Regions from separate parts of the Callithrix jacchus genome. Here region 2 is linked to region 1. The links are chromatin contacts, called in public Hi-C maps. All regions are on one chromosome and are shown on one strand. Each heading gives the region's core, a stretch centred on a gene start, on an enhancer-like site or on the middle of the called end of the contact. The rest is flanking DNA. Distances are from core to core; before and after follow the strand shown.

Region 1 (6,437 bases), core at 226-2,725:
GCACCAGGAGGCTCCTTAGGCATCTGGAGAAGTGAGGAGGGACAGAGAGGAAATATTTACTCAGTCAGGGAGCCGTCAAGGTCAAGAGCTGGGAATCTGTGATGCTTCAGGTCCTGGGCCTGCACCTGCCTTGCCAAGTGATGCTAGACTCTGCCCTGTCATATCTCAGCCTCCAAGTCCCATCTGTGACCAGATGAGGCTAAACTAGCTGACCCCGATGGCCTTCCTGCCATGTCTTCCTGAGAGGTGAGAGGCAAGGGTCAGTCTGCTCTGCTCTGGATAGGAGTGAAGCTGGGAGCCAGGGCAGGGCCGGGATGACAGGCACCACTGCGCCATGTTGCAGACATTCTATCTGTGTGGAGGACACGGCCGTGAAATGTAAGTAAAACCCAAGGCTAATTTCCTCGGTCAGAAGGAGGAGGCACTGCAGCGTTTTCAAACCCTAATTAAACCCGCTCGGGTGGTGTAACACCAAAATCGGTTCCAAGATCAATATTGCTATTCATTTAGAAGTGTAACGAGGTTAGAGAGGTGAGCAAAGGAAATAATTAACTCATTTGCAGCCTTTTTAAACAGAAACAGTCATTTTGATCTCCAGGGTAATTAGCTATGCTCTGTCCATCAATCATGACCTCAGCCATTATTTTAAGTATTTGATTAATCAAGGAGGAAGGGGGTTAAGCCACACCTCCAAGCCCCCAACACTGGCCCACACATTGGGGGTGACCCCTGGACAGGCACGGGAAACACTTCTCAGAAGGGCAGTCTAGGCCAGCGTTAAGAGTGGCCAGCAGAGAGGGGCTACGGCACAGAGGGTGTCCCAGGAGAGGCAGGTGGGCAGCTCCATCTCCTGGCTGGTCTCCTGGGAGAGGACAAGTCCACCCAGGCCGTGGAAGTGCTGGGGGTCGGGAGCCCCACGTCCTGGTCCAGAGACCGCCCCTGGCTTGCTGAGTGACCTCTGCAAGTCCCTGCCACCATCTCTGTCCGTCGGAAGCCCATGGAATTAACCCGGAGCTCACGGGTTCTAAGTGCCCTGGAGCCTCCGGCCACTGGAGGGCAGCAGAGCCCCAGGGACCCCTGAGCTCACGGACTGGGCTTGCCAGGAGCAGGCGGCGGCTTCGTTGCCTTGGGAAGCCTGGGTTCTGGCGGGTCCCATGGGGAGGTCTGGTCTGGCTGCCATCTCCACCCGACCTCACAGCAGCCTGGGCGGGGTGGGGGGCGGGAGGTGGCGAGTAGCCTCAAAGAGTTTCCCCATTTGGCCGATGAGAACTGAAGCCTCAAGCCTCAGGGAGCATCAGGATCGCAGGTCCCCACACCCCAGTTCCTGAGGCTCATTCCTGAAACCTGGAGGGGATGCCCCCAGAGATGAGGAAGGCAGAGCTGTCGGGACTGGCCTCTGTCTCATTCTGACAGGCCGGGCGTGGCCACACTTCTCAGCCAAAAAGATCCTCAAAGACCCCTGAGGGAAGCCAAGGCCCAGACATGGGGTCTCAGATAGGGGAAACTGAGGCCCAGAGAGAGGCAGGGCTGTGCCAATGCCCTCATTAGTATTTGTTAGCGAATGTGGGGTACTGAGTCACTGCCTCAAGGTCCTTGTGATGCACTCGGGGGAAAACCGCATCAGCAGATGGTGACCAGGCCATGGCTGTGGGAGCTCTAGGAGGCAAGCCCGAGGTAGGGAGCCCCACGGGGCAATGGGCACAGCCCAGGCAGTCCGGGGAAGCCTCCTGAAGGAGGGGGCCTCTGAGCTGACTCAGAGTGAAAGGTGGAGAAGTGCATTCCTGATAGGGAGGGACTTGGTGAAGGGCACGAAGGAGTGGGGGTCGGTTGGGTGAGCTGTGGACTGGGCTTGGCTGGCCCATGGGCCCTGCAGGAGGGCAGGGAGGTGGCAGGGGCCTGGGACCTGGAGGAGGCCAGAAGTGTGAGCGGAGGCTCTGGAAGGGACACGAGGGCAGCCAGGGTGCATGTGGCCTACCCTGAGGAGACCCTGTTTCTCTCCACTCTAAACAGTTGTGCTGGGCACTGGACCCCCTCTATGGTGCATGATGTCACTAGACTGAGACCCTCTTAATGCTGTCCTCCTCTCTGGGACCAGATGAAAACTGAGGAGTCCTTGGGAGGGCAGGGGTTGGGGAGCAGGTGTTCCTAAAGGTTCTGGGAATTCAAGGGTTGGGGAAAGAGACAGCCAGGGGAGACATAGGTGGAGCCCTCATTGCCCTTCCTTCCAAAACAGTCCCGCACTGCCCTGTGCCATCGTCATCACTGGAAAGGCCTCTCCTTGCATGCCTCCAGCTCTGGGGAGCTCACCACCTCAAACAGATCTGCTGGGGAGAAATTCCCTTCGGGTGCTAAGTCTCCTGTCTCTCTACAGTCCCTGGCTTTTTGCCTGGGGTACCCTGAGACCCACCTCAGAGTCTTCTGGGACATCCCTGGGGTCCCCAAGACTGCAGCAGTGAGTCCTGTGGGCAGGCAGGGAGACTGTCATCATCAGCCAATGACCAACCCAGAAAAGCCAGGGGGCTTGGCGGGGTGGCCCAGCTGGCATCAGATTTGGGGGGAGTCTTCCAGCCCCGGGCACGGTCTCTGCAGGTGGGGGAGGGCAGGAAGGTTGGGAATAAGGAAGCAGAAGGAGAAGGAGGAGAAGAAGGGAAGGAGGAGGAAGAAGGACCAGGATCTGGCTGGAGCTCGGTTGCCAGGGGCAACAGCATTGCATTCTGAGGAGGAACCAGATGCTGAGGAGGGCGGCAGGAGGAGGGGAGCTGGGGTCCAGGCAGCAGATCCAGGGCTCTGAGGGCTTGCAGGCAGGGGTGCCCATTTGGCAAGAACCCCAGGAGGCCAGAGTGTGTGTGGAGCCCTGGGGGAGCTCCTTAGTGGCTGTTCTGACCCCAGGACCCAGAGGCAGGCATGTGGAGCGGGAGGAAGGTGGGGAGGGCCAGGCCAGCCACATTGATAAGCTCCCCACAGCCGCTCTCCAGGCTGCAATTTGTCTGGGACTCCAGAGTGTAAGCAGTTTTGAGGCTGAGACTGGGGCAGGGCTGGGGAGGAATGCTTAATCCAGCGCCGGAGGCCACACCTGGGCCGCAGGAGCACTGGCCTGCCCTCCCCTCCTGCTGCCTCAATCCAGGGAAGTACACACTGAAGGCTCGAGTCCTCTGAGGCTGTGGGCACTCCCAGCCCCTCTTGGCTTCATTTCCTGTCTATAAAATGGCACAAAAATCCTTGCCCTTGGACACGTTTATCTACATGCAATGCGGGGACCCTTGTTAGGACAATAAGAAATAAAGGAGAAGGGCCGGGTGCGGTGGCTCACGCCTGTAATCCCAGCACTTTGGTAGGCCGAGGTGGGTGGATCACGAGGTCAAGAGATCGAGACCATCCTGGTCAACATGGTGAAACCCCGTCTCTACTAAAAATACAAAACATTAGCTGGGCATGGTGGCGCGTGCCTGTAATCCCAGCTACTCGGGAGGCTGAGGCAGGAGAATTGCCTGAACCCAGGAGGCAGAGGTTGCGGTGAGCCGAGATCGCGCCATTGCACTCCAGCCTGGGTAACAAGAGCAAAACTCTGTCTCAAAAAAAAAAGAAAAGAAAAGAAATGAAGGAGAAAGATGTGATCGAAGCAAGTCACATTCACTTTGCGTTCAGGGAGGGGTTTATACCCCAGTTTTCCAGATCTTCGAACAAGGCTCAGAGAGGCCTGGGTAGTGACAGTGCTGGGAACTACAAATACACTGTCAGACCCCAAAGCCCTCCCCGCCTCTGGTTGCTCCCACCAGGACCTCCCTGATGCTCCCCTTGGGGTAGCGCCCTAGCCCAGAACTACGTCTCGCTTTCAAGCCTCCTCCCAAAATGCCCCCGAAACCCCTCCCTGGTTTCATAGCATCAGCCTCCTGTCAACCTCCTCTGCCTCTAAATTGACAGCGGGTGGGGGTAGGGGGTGGGCAAAAAACTCACCTATTCCCCAAGCAACGGAGGCTCCATCCCACCAGCCAGTAATCTCCCCGTCCCTGCCAGCCGCATACCCACAGCCTGGCCAGCTCCCTTTCTGCCTGCAACTACTATTGTTGTGCAAGAAACCACTCCAAAATATAGGGGCAGAAAACAGTGCCATTTTATTCTGCTCATGGAGTCTGCAGGTCAGGTGTTGGCCAGGGCACAGAAGAGGCAGTTTCTATGTGTTGTGTGGTATTTGGGGCTGCACACGGCAGGCACCAGTGGCGGGGGGAGGCTCGATGTCTGGGTCCGGAACCGTCCGGAGGCTTGTTCACTCACACATGGACACATGGCCGATGCTGACTGGGCTAGGAGCAAGGCCGGGGCTCCACCAGAGCACCATTCGCCAGGCCCGGCTTCCTCATGGCACAGCAGCCTCTCTCCTAGGAGGGCATCTTACCTGGTGGCTCAGGGCTCCAAGGGTGAGTGTCTCAGCACAGAAGGTAGAAGCTGTGTTGCATTTTATGACACTACCAAAAATCCAAAATTAGCCAGGCATAGTGGTGCATGCCTGTAATCCCAGCTACTGGGGAGGCTGAGGCAGGAGAGTCACTTGAAACCAGGAGGCAGTGAGCTGAGATTGCGCCATTGCACTCCAGCCTGGGCAACAAGAGCGAAACTCCATCTCAAACAAAAACAAGCAAAACAATGACGTACAAGCTGCCCTGTGGCTCTTTACCATGGCTGTGATGGAAGCCACCCCATTCTCTTCCTTCCCCAGCCCTGCCCCTCAGTACCAAGACGCTGCCCTATCCCCTGCAGGAAACTTGTCTGGATTGAGAGCTACAGCCCCCACACCTCAAGGGACAGAACCACAACCACAGCAACGATGCCTCCAAGGGACATCTGGCCTCCCTCTACTCCAGCAAGCTGGCCTACCGGCTCCTCCTGCTCTCCTAGCCACTGACTCTCCTGTGCTTCCCAGGGCTCCAGTCCTGTCTTACTGGGGACTCTCCTGAGACTTCAGCCCCTCGCAGGATTTGCACCCATATCTATTTAGTGATGATCAGCCAGTCAGTGGTTTCAGCCTAAACTTTTCCCAAAGGATCAAGTGCCCTCATCTGCCTGCCGGGTGCAGAGGTCTTCCTCTTCCCTTGCACTCAGCACAGCCCAAGCCCAAGAGGCAGCCCTAGCTGCTGCCCTGGCACTCAAGCCAGAAGCCCCTCCCTCTAGTGCCCCTACATAGGCACTTCCTCTCCAGGCCCTCCCAGCTAAACTCCCAGGTCAGGTCCCTCCTCTCACCTGGCTCTCACCTGGCTCTCACTTCGCTCTCACCTCGCTCTCACCTGGCTGTCACCTGGCTCTCACCTGGCTGTCACCTGGCTCTCACCTGGCTCTCACCTCGCTCTCACTTCGCTCTCACCTGGCTCTCACCTGGCTCTCACTTCACTCTCACCTCGCTCTCACCTGGCTCTCACCTCGCTCTCACCTGGCTCTTACCTCGCTCTCACCTGGCTCTCACTTCGCTCTCACCTCGCTCTCACCTGGCTGTCACCTGGCTCTCACTTCGCTCTCACCTCGCTCTCACCTGGCTGTCACCTGGCTCTCACTTGGCTCTCACCTTGCTCTCACCTGGCTCTCACCTTGCTCTCACCTGGCTGTCACCTGGCTCTCACTTGGCTCTCACCTTGCTCTCACCTGGCTCTCACCTCGCTCTCACCTGGCTGTCACCTGGCTCTCACTTGGCTCTCACCTTGCTCTCACCTGGCTCTCACCTCGCTCTCACCTGCATCTCACCTGGCTCTCACCTGGCTCTCACCTGGCTCTCACCTGTGTCTCACCTGGCTCTCACCTCGCTCTCACCTCGCTCTCACCTGCATCTCACCTGGCTCTCACCTGGCTCTCACCTGCATCTCACCTGGCTCTCACCTCGCTCTCACCTGGCTCTCACCTGGCTCTCACCTGGCTCTCACCTCGCTCTCACCTGGCTCTCACCTCGCTCTCACCTGGCTCTCACTTCGCTCTCACCTGGCTCTCACCTGGCTCTCACTTCGCTCTCACCTCGCTCTCACCTGGCTGTCACCTGGCTCTCACTTGGCTCTCACCTCGCTCTCACCTGGCTCTCACCTCGCTCTCACCTGGCTCTCACCTCGCTCTCACCTGCATCTCGCCTGGCTCTCACCTCGCTCTCACCTGGCTCTCACCTGGCTCTCGCCTGCGTCTCACCTGGCTCTCACCTCGCTCTCACCTGGCTCTCACCTCACTCTCACCTGCGTCTCACCTGGCTCTCACCTCGCTCTCACCTGCGTCTCACCTGGCTCTCGCCTCGCTCTCACCTTGCTCTCACCTGCATCTCACCTGGTTCTCACCTCACTCTCACCTGGCTCTCACCTCACTCTCACCTGCATCTCACCTGGCTCTCACCTCGCTCTCACCTGCGTCTCACCTGGCTCTCGCCTTGCTCTCACCTGCATCTCACCTCGCTCTCACCTGCGTCTCACCTG
Region 2 (5,938 bases), core at 2,638-5,137, 390 kb after region 1:
GTATATCAAGATCGGGTAGGGATATGTGTGGAGGGGATTAGAGGGATCATACCCCTTCCTGGCCTCTGCTGGATGTATTTAATAAAGGATAAAAGAACTAATATTTATTAAGTGCTTACTATGAATCAGCCTTTGAGTTAGGCACTTTATATATTTTATCTTAAGTCATTTTACAAGAGCTTTGTTGACAGTAGCTAGTTATTATACTCCTTTAACAGATGCTTAGCAAATTGGTAATATGAATAAGATCACAAGAGGAATGCTTACCTGACATAAGAGAATACTGTTTTTAAGCACTACTTTTCAAACTTTAGTAATTTATAGACCTCTTTTTAACTGGAAAAAAAAAAACTGCACTCTTAGTGTTGACGTACATTATTATAATTTTACTTAAATACAAAAAACATAAAATTAGGTATAAATTCTTTATGCTTACATTTGTCATTTAGCTATAAAACAAATTTAAAAGTTAAATACAAAAAAACCCTGCAAAATTAATGAAATGCAAATTATCAAAAATTGAATATAATAGATGAGGTTTTGCTGAAATTAAATTGCTGCTTACTATGTGGGTAAGGAGCTGCCAACCACTCTAGTTTCCTTTGCGGCTTTCATTACCATTGCTCTCTTCTTATGCCACATTTCTTTCTAGGGTATTGAAAATTCAGGATTGGTACAATACACAGTGGTTGCGCCATGGCATCATTTTGGACTCTACTTGGTAGAACTGCATTATCTGTATTTTAAGTGAGCCTCTTTCTTTCCTCATTATTCCTCACAGTTAAGGTACCAGCTCAAATTAGAAACACAAAGGTATTTGTAGACCTGGAAATTGTATTGCTGTGCTTAGTTAATATGGCCATTGCAATGATCCTGCCTGTGTTTACATTAGTTTATTTTAGACATAAACTTTGCTTTCAGTTTAATATTTAGCTCTTTTGGAGAACTTACAGACCCTTGAAAATATATCCTGGATTCCAGTGTGAGAAATACTATTTTACTGCATTTTAAGTTATTATGAATTTACAGCCCTTATAAAAATAATTCCAACTTACTTATTAGAACAGGTCCAAATACCTCCACTAGGAAAGACTAGTTTATTATGGTATTTCCTCAAAAGCAGTAAATCTATATTTCTTCAAAGTATTGTGTAATTCAGACTTTTACTAATTTAGAAGTACTTTTTGCCTTCAAAAGTCTAAATTATAAATATTTTACAATATGTATTGTTCACTCTTTCCTATAGCTGGGAAAGGTAAAATTTCGTTTGATTGGAAAAATAATGCCTCTTGCCAAAGATAAAGTAACACAAGACAACAAAGCCTCCAAAAATTAGTGAAGAGTGGTAGCAAATGACATTGCTCGCTCTGATTATGTGGTTATAAACTTTCAAGAGGGATTTTTCTCAGAATGATTAACTGTTTTCTTATTTCTCTTTCCTTCCCAATTTCCTTCCCCACCCCTCTTCTCTTATTTGAATCTTGTTCTGCCCTTATTTAGTCTTTCTTATTCCCTTTCTATCTTCTCACATCTCAATCAGCTGCGATTCCCTTAAAAATTTAGCCTGCAGTCCAGCTTTCTTCACTTGGCAGTTGGCTCTAAGATTGGGGGCAGTGGAGAGAAGGAACCAAGCAAGGTGACTTATAGCAGCGTCTCACCAACTCACTCTCAACCAGCCACTTCAGTATGCCTTCCAAATCAGAGTGGTTCCTGACTTGGAGAGCTGGATGAAAGATCATGCTTAATTTGCCTTGTAAGATTACTTCATCAACACTCTGAAACACAAAAAAACACAACTTTGGGACAGCCTACTAACCAAGTTCATGTCTGTGCGTTTACTTCTGGCATATTCTGCAGTGAGCACCTGGACTGACCATCTTAGAGCTGAGGAGGGGAAGGTGTGAGTGTACATGTCTTCATTCATGGTGGAATTCCATGAATGAACAGCAGTGCTGCTGCTGCTGCTGCTCTGTGGACTCAGAGAGTCCATGTTTATGTTTAAAGCAGCCTTCAGATGCTGTGAAGCTATACCATTTATGCATGCATACATGCATGCTTGCATTTATCCTGGCTCTGCCATTTACTTGCTGTGTGACGTTGAGCAAGTCTCAGTTTCTTCATGAGTAAAGTAGGACAAATAATAGTATGTATATCGCAGAGTTTTGTGAGCATTATGGGTTTTTGTTTGTTTTGTTTTGTTTTTTGAGATACAGTCTCGCTCTGTTGCCTAGACTGGAGTACAGTGGTATGATCTTGGCTCACTGCAACCTCCCCCTCCTGGGTTCAAGCAATTCTCCTGTCTCAGCTTCCCGAGTAGCTAGGACTGTAAGCATATGCCACTACACCTGCATAATTTTTGTATTTGTATTACAGACAGGGTTTCACCGTGTTGGCCAGGCTGGTCTCAGGTGATCTGCCCACCTTGGCCTCCCAAAGTTTTGGGATTACAGGCCTGAGCCACCGTGCCTGACTGAATTGTGAGTTTTTCTGGATAAAGTGCTCCAAACAGTGCCTAATACAAGTAGTAAATGCTAACTAGAATTATTCTTACTCAGCAAGCATTTATTTAGTATCTAATATATTCCAAACAATTCAAGAGATACAGAGATAAGAACGACTTAGCCCTGCCTTCTGGGGACTTATATAATTACAATACGACGTGGTATAATTGAGAGATCAGCAAAGCTTCATCACAGAGGTTAAGATTTCAACTGGATCTTGAAGGGTCAATAGGGCTTCACCAAATGGAACAGCATTAGAGGAAATGCATTCCAAACAGGAAAAAGCTCATGAAAATAAAACAAAACTATAGAAGACTACAGAGTCTTGGCTGTTATTAGATAATATTTTAACCTTTTCTCTGATGTATACCTTCTTAAATAGGGGCCTAAAGTGGGTTCAGGGAACATTTTGGAACTTCTGCTCTTAGAACTAGTTATTACCAAGTTTATACTAATTGGTATAATAATTAGTAATAGTAGTAATAGTAGTTAACGCTGATTCATCAAAGAGTTTGAACTTAAAAATGAGTTGGAACTGAGCAGGGCTGCTTTGCAGGGGTTCATTTGTTGTTACATGATTCTTATCCTGAGATGACTACATGTGACAGGAACAGTGAATTGTTAGAAAAACTGTTGTGGTTAGAACAACTGGAACTGGATGGGCTTCTGAAGAGTTAAGTTTCCAAAATGAAGCAGATTGTACTTTGGTTTTCTTCTTCAGATGGGGGAATCTCATGTTCTTGTGATAGCAAGGAAGAACAATTTATTTTTTTGGTCAGATCTCAAATTAAGAAAGTCCCTTTTACTCATGAAATTTCCATTTGTGTACCAAATTAAAGCTTTGTTTTATCTTCTGCAAAACTTCTTCCTGCAGCTTTGCTTTCACTTCCTCTCCCCACCCTTTTAGTCATCTACTGAAGGGTTTGGCAGCTGGTTGAGGTGTCAGGTCAGCATTTTTCACTGTGGAAGAAGGAAAGGTTGGGAACAGTGACGTGGGTATGCTTGTCACATTTTCCTTTCCTTTTTTTATAGGTGACCCACGTGTTCTATAACAAAAGCCTAGTGAGAACCTTGACTTGTAAACTGTCTCCTAGCATCCTGGAGATGAACTAATATGTGAGATGACATATAGGCAATAGTTTCTCACTGAGAGTGTCCTTAAAAGCCCACGTACAGCAGTGAGGATTCTTGACTATGCCTCCATGGCAGTGTGACAGATTTTATGGAGAGAGATGATGGCCTTCGGGAGTCAAAGAATTGGAGAAGGAGCTTAGCAGTTCATTCTCCATCCTCCTTTATTATTAACACATTCTCCTTGGGTGCCTTTAGGAAATGCAGTATATATGGTGTTTAATCTACCACCTACACACTTTCCTTTTCTTCACTAATGGAAATTGAATCCAGCTTGAGAGCTCCAGCTTTCTGCTGGGCAGTTTATTTCAAGATTGAAATCCTGTGTGGATTTGTTTGTTGTTGGTTTTTGGGTTTTTTTTTTTTTGTATTTTTGTGGGGTGTTTTTGGTATCAAATCTGCTTGAAACTGTTGGACTAGAAGCAAACTAATTACTGTCATTGTATGGCAATAGAGACAGTAAAAAACAGTAATAGGTTCTTAAAAAGCTGTCATGACTTGAAGTGAAATAGGCCACTCTTGAATAGCTTCATCTATAGCCTGCAGGGCTTTGGTCCTGAAAACTGTCAAATATGAAATAGGATTTTAGATCATGGAATCCTGGCTACCTCCTAGGGGCAGCTTCAGCCGTTAAACTCTCCCATAGACTATTTCATCTAGAAGATTTGCTTTGAGATTATAAGGAATGTGGAGGTAAATGAGCTTTTCTTATCCAACATTCCATTTGGGTACTCTGTATCAGACCTGTTCTGGCAAATAAATAGAAGACACCAGGATAGACTGTTTCATTTCCTTGTGTAGTGCCTCAGGAGACACATTTCTTATTTCTCAAGCATAACTTTGGAGACTAGAGGTTCCCGTTTGGGGAGTGTTGGTGTTGAGCAGGGAAAGCTGCTGGTTATTGATTGCCATTGAAATCATTTCACAAAGGCTGTAAAACCCAAGGATTGCTCTTTGGACAGACCTGCATCTGGTACAGCTTCCCCCTCTATGAGACTATTGTCTCAAAAATAGTTTTGACAGTGTCTTTAATTGCACCTCTTTGTCTCCAAACATAATTAGTGTTTAAAATGAAGCCCTCGTAGTTAAGGTTTTGTGGCTTAGACAGCAGCTCCATCTGGTGCTGGCTAAAGGTGTTTGCTTGATTCATCTCTTGGTTTTATAGCAGATGAATACAGATGGACGCAAACTTGTAAACGAATGTCATATGCAAGATGGGTTTCTAGTGCACACAACACTGACATAAGCAAATGGTGTTCCTGGTGAGTCTTATTTGGCTATTCTGTTGATAAGCGATAGGTGCTAATCAACTTAGCCATCTTTTGACTGAATTAACTTCCTTTTACTCAAAGTGGGGAATTATTTTTACTATTATCTACTAGTATTTGAAAAAGCAAATATATTGTACTCCTTACAAAGAGAAAGCTTAATCCGACTCTTATCAGAGGTCTGTTTAGCTTGGTTAACAAGATATTATGCCAAGGTGCCTTATTCTTTTTTTGTATTCAGTGCTGCATAGTGCTAAGCACTGGGAATTTTTCAGTTTAAATTCTTGGTGACTGACAGGAACTGCCCTCAAACTGTTAATAGAAGTTACTTCTGAATAATAGGTTTACATATGGTTTCTATTTTCTTTATGCTTTTCTGAGTTTGCACAGTAAGCATATAAAACAAAAGAAAAAAATACCTCCCAAAAATTGTAAAAACAAAACATATTGTAAGTAGCTGTAGCCTTGAGTCCCAGTTCTGGGTCTTTCTCATTTACTTTAGTAAAGTCACTTTCTCTTCTGGGCTTCAGTTCTCTTGTCCATAAAACACAACTGAACTAGGAACCTGCACAGTTTTAACATTCTAAGTATTGTGTTTCTTCCCGCTTTCCTGTGTTTTCAGCCTCTCACCCTGGCCTATATCTTTCCCCAATATTATCATTCAACATTATCTAGATTCTCCCATCTTAAAATAAGGAAATCCTTTCTGGACCCCTGTCCTCCTACCACCTTCTTGCTTCTCCTTCCTGTCTACTCTTATCTAAAAGCTATCTACCATTGCTCTATTACCTCACTCTTCAACTCACCGCAGTCTGGTTACCATCCCCACCACTGAACCAAATAGTTCATGCTAAGGTCACTGATGAGCTCACATTGCCAAGTCCAGTGGGCTTGTATTAGCCTCTCAGTAGCATTTGAAATAGTTATCATCTTTCTCCTTCATGACATTTCCTCATCTGGCTTCTGTGCCATCACACCTTGGCTGATAGTTTCCAGTTAGGGAAGAAGAATTGGCCTCTTCTCCCAGGCTCACCCACC

Evidence for each region. Hi-C and Micro-C count contacts between places; a contact is called where the count stands out from the background.
Region 2: a Hi-C map of skeletal muscle shows a contact between it and region 1, with 16 times the contacts expected there. The contact joins two enhancer-like sites. A contact is called at or near these places in 3 of 3 Hi-C or Micro-C datasets (induced pluripotent stem cells and skeletal muscle).

What each region holds. Positions count from the first base shown.
Region 1 is chr8:23,438,781-23,445,217 of calJac240_pri, forward strand. No RefSeq gene overlaps it. Among named protein-coding and RNA genes, the nearest start is that of PEAK1, 150 kb to the right of the region's middle. Within about 2 kb of position 1,476, at least 4 of the 16 cell types and tissues checked have an H3K27ac peak or open chromatin away from gene starts, as enhancers often do.
Region 2 is chr8:23,824,509-23,830,446 of calJac240_pri, forward strand. The region is part of intron 3 of PEAK1 (pseudopodium enriched atypical kinase 1); the gene reads left to right. It also overlaps the pseudogene LOC103790417. Among named protein-coding and RNA genes, the nearest start is that of TSPAN3, 100 kb to the right of the region's middle. Within about 2 kb of position 3,888, at least 6 of the 16 cell types and tissues checked have an H3K27ac peak or open chromatin away from gene starts, as enhancers often do.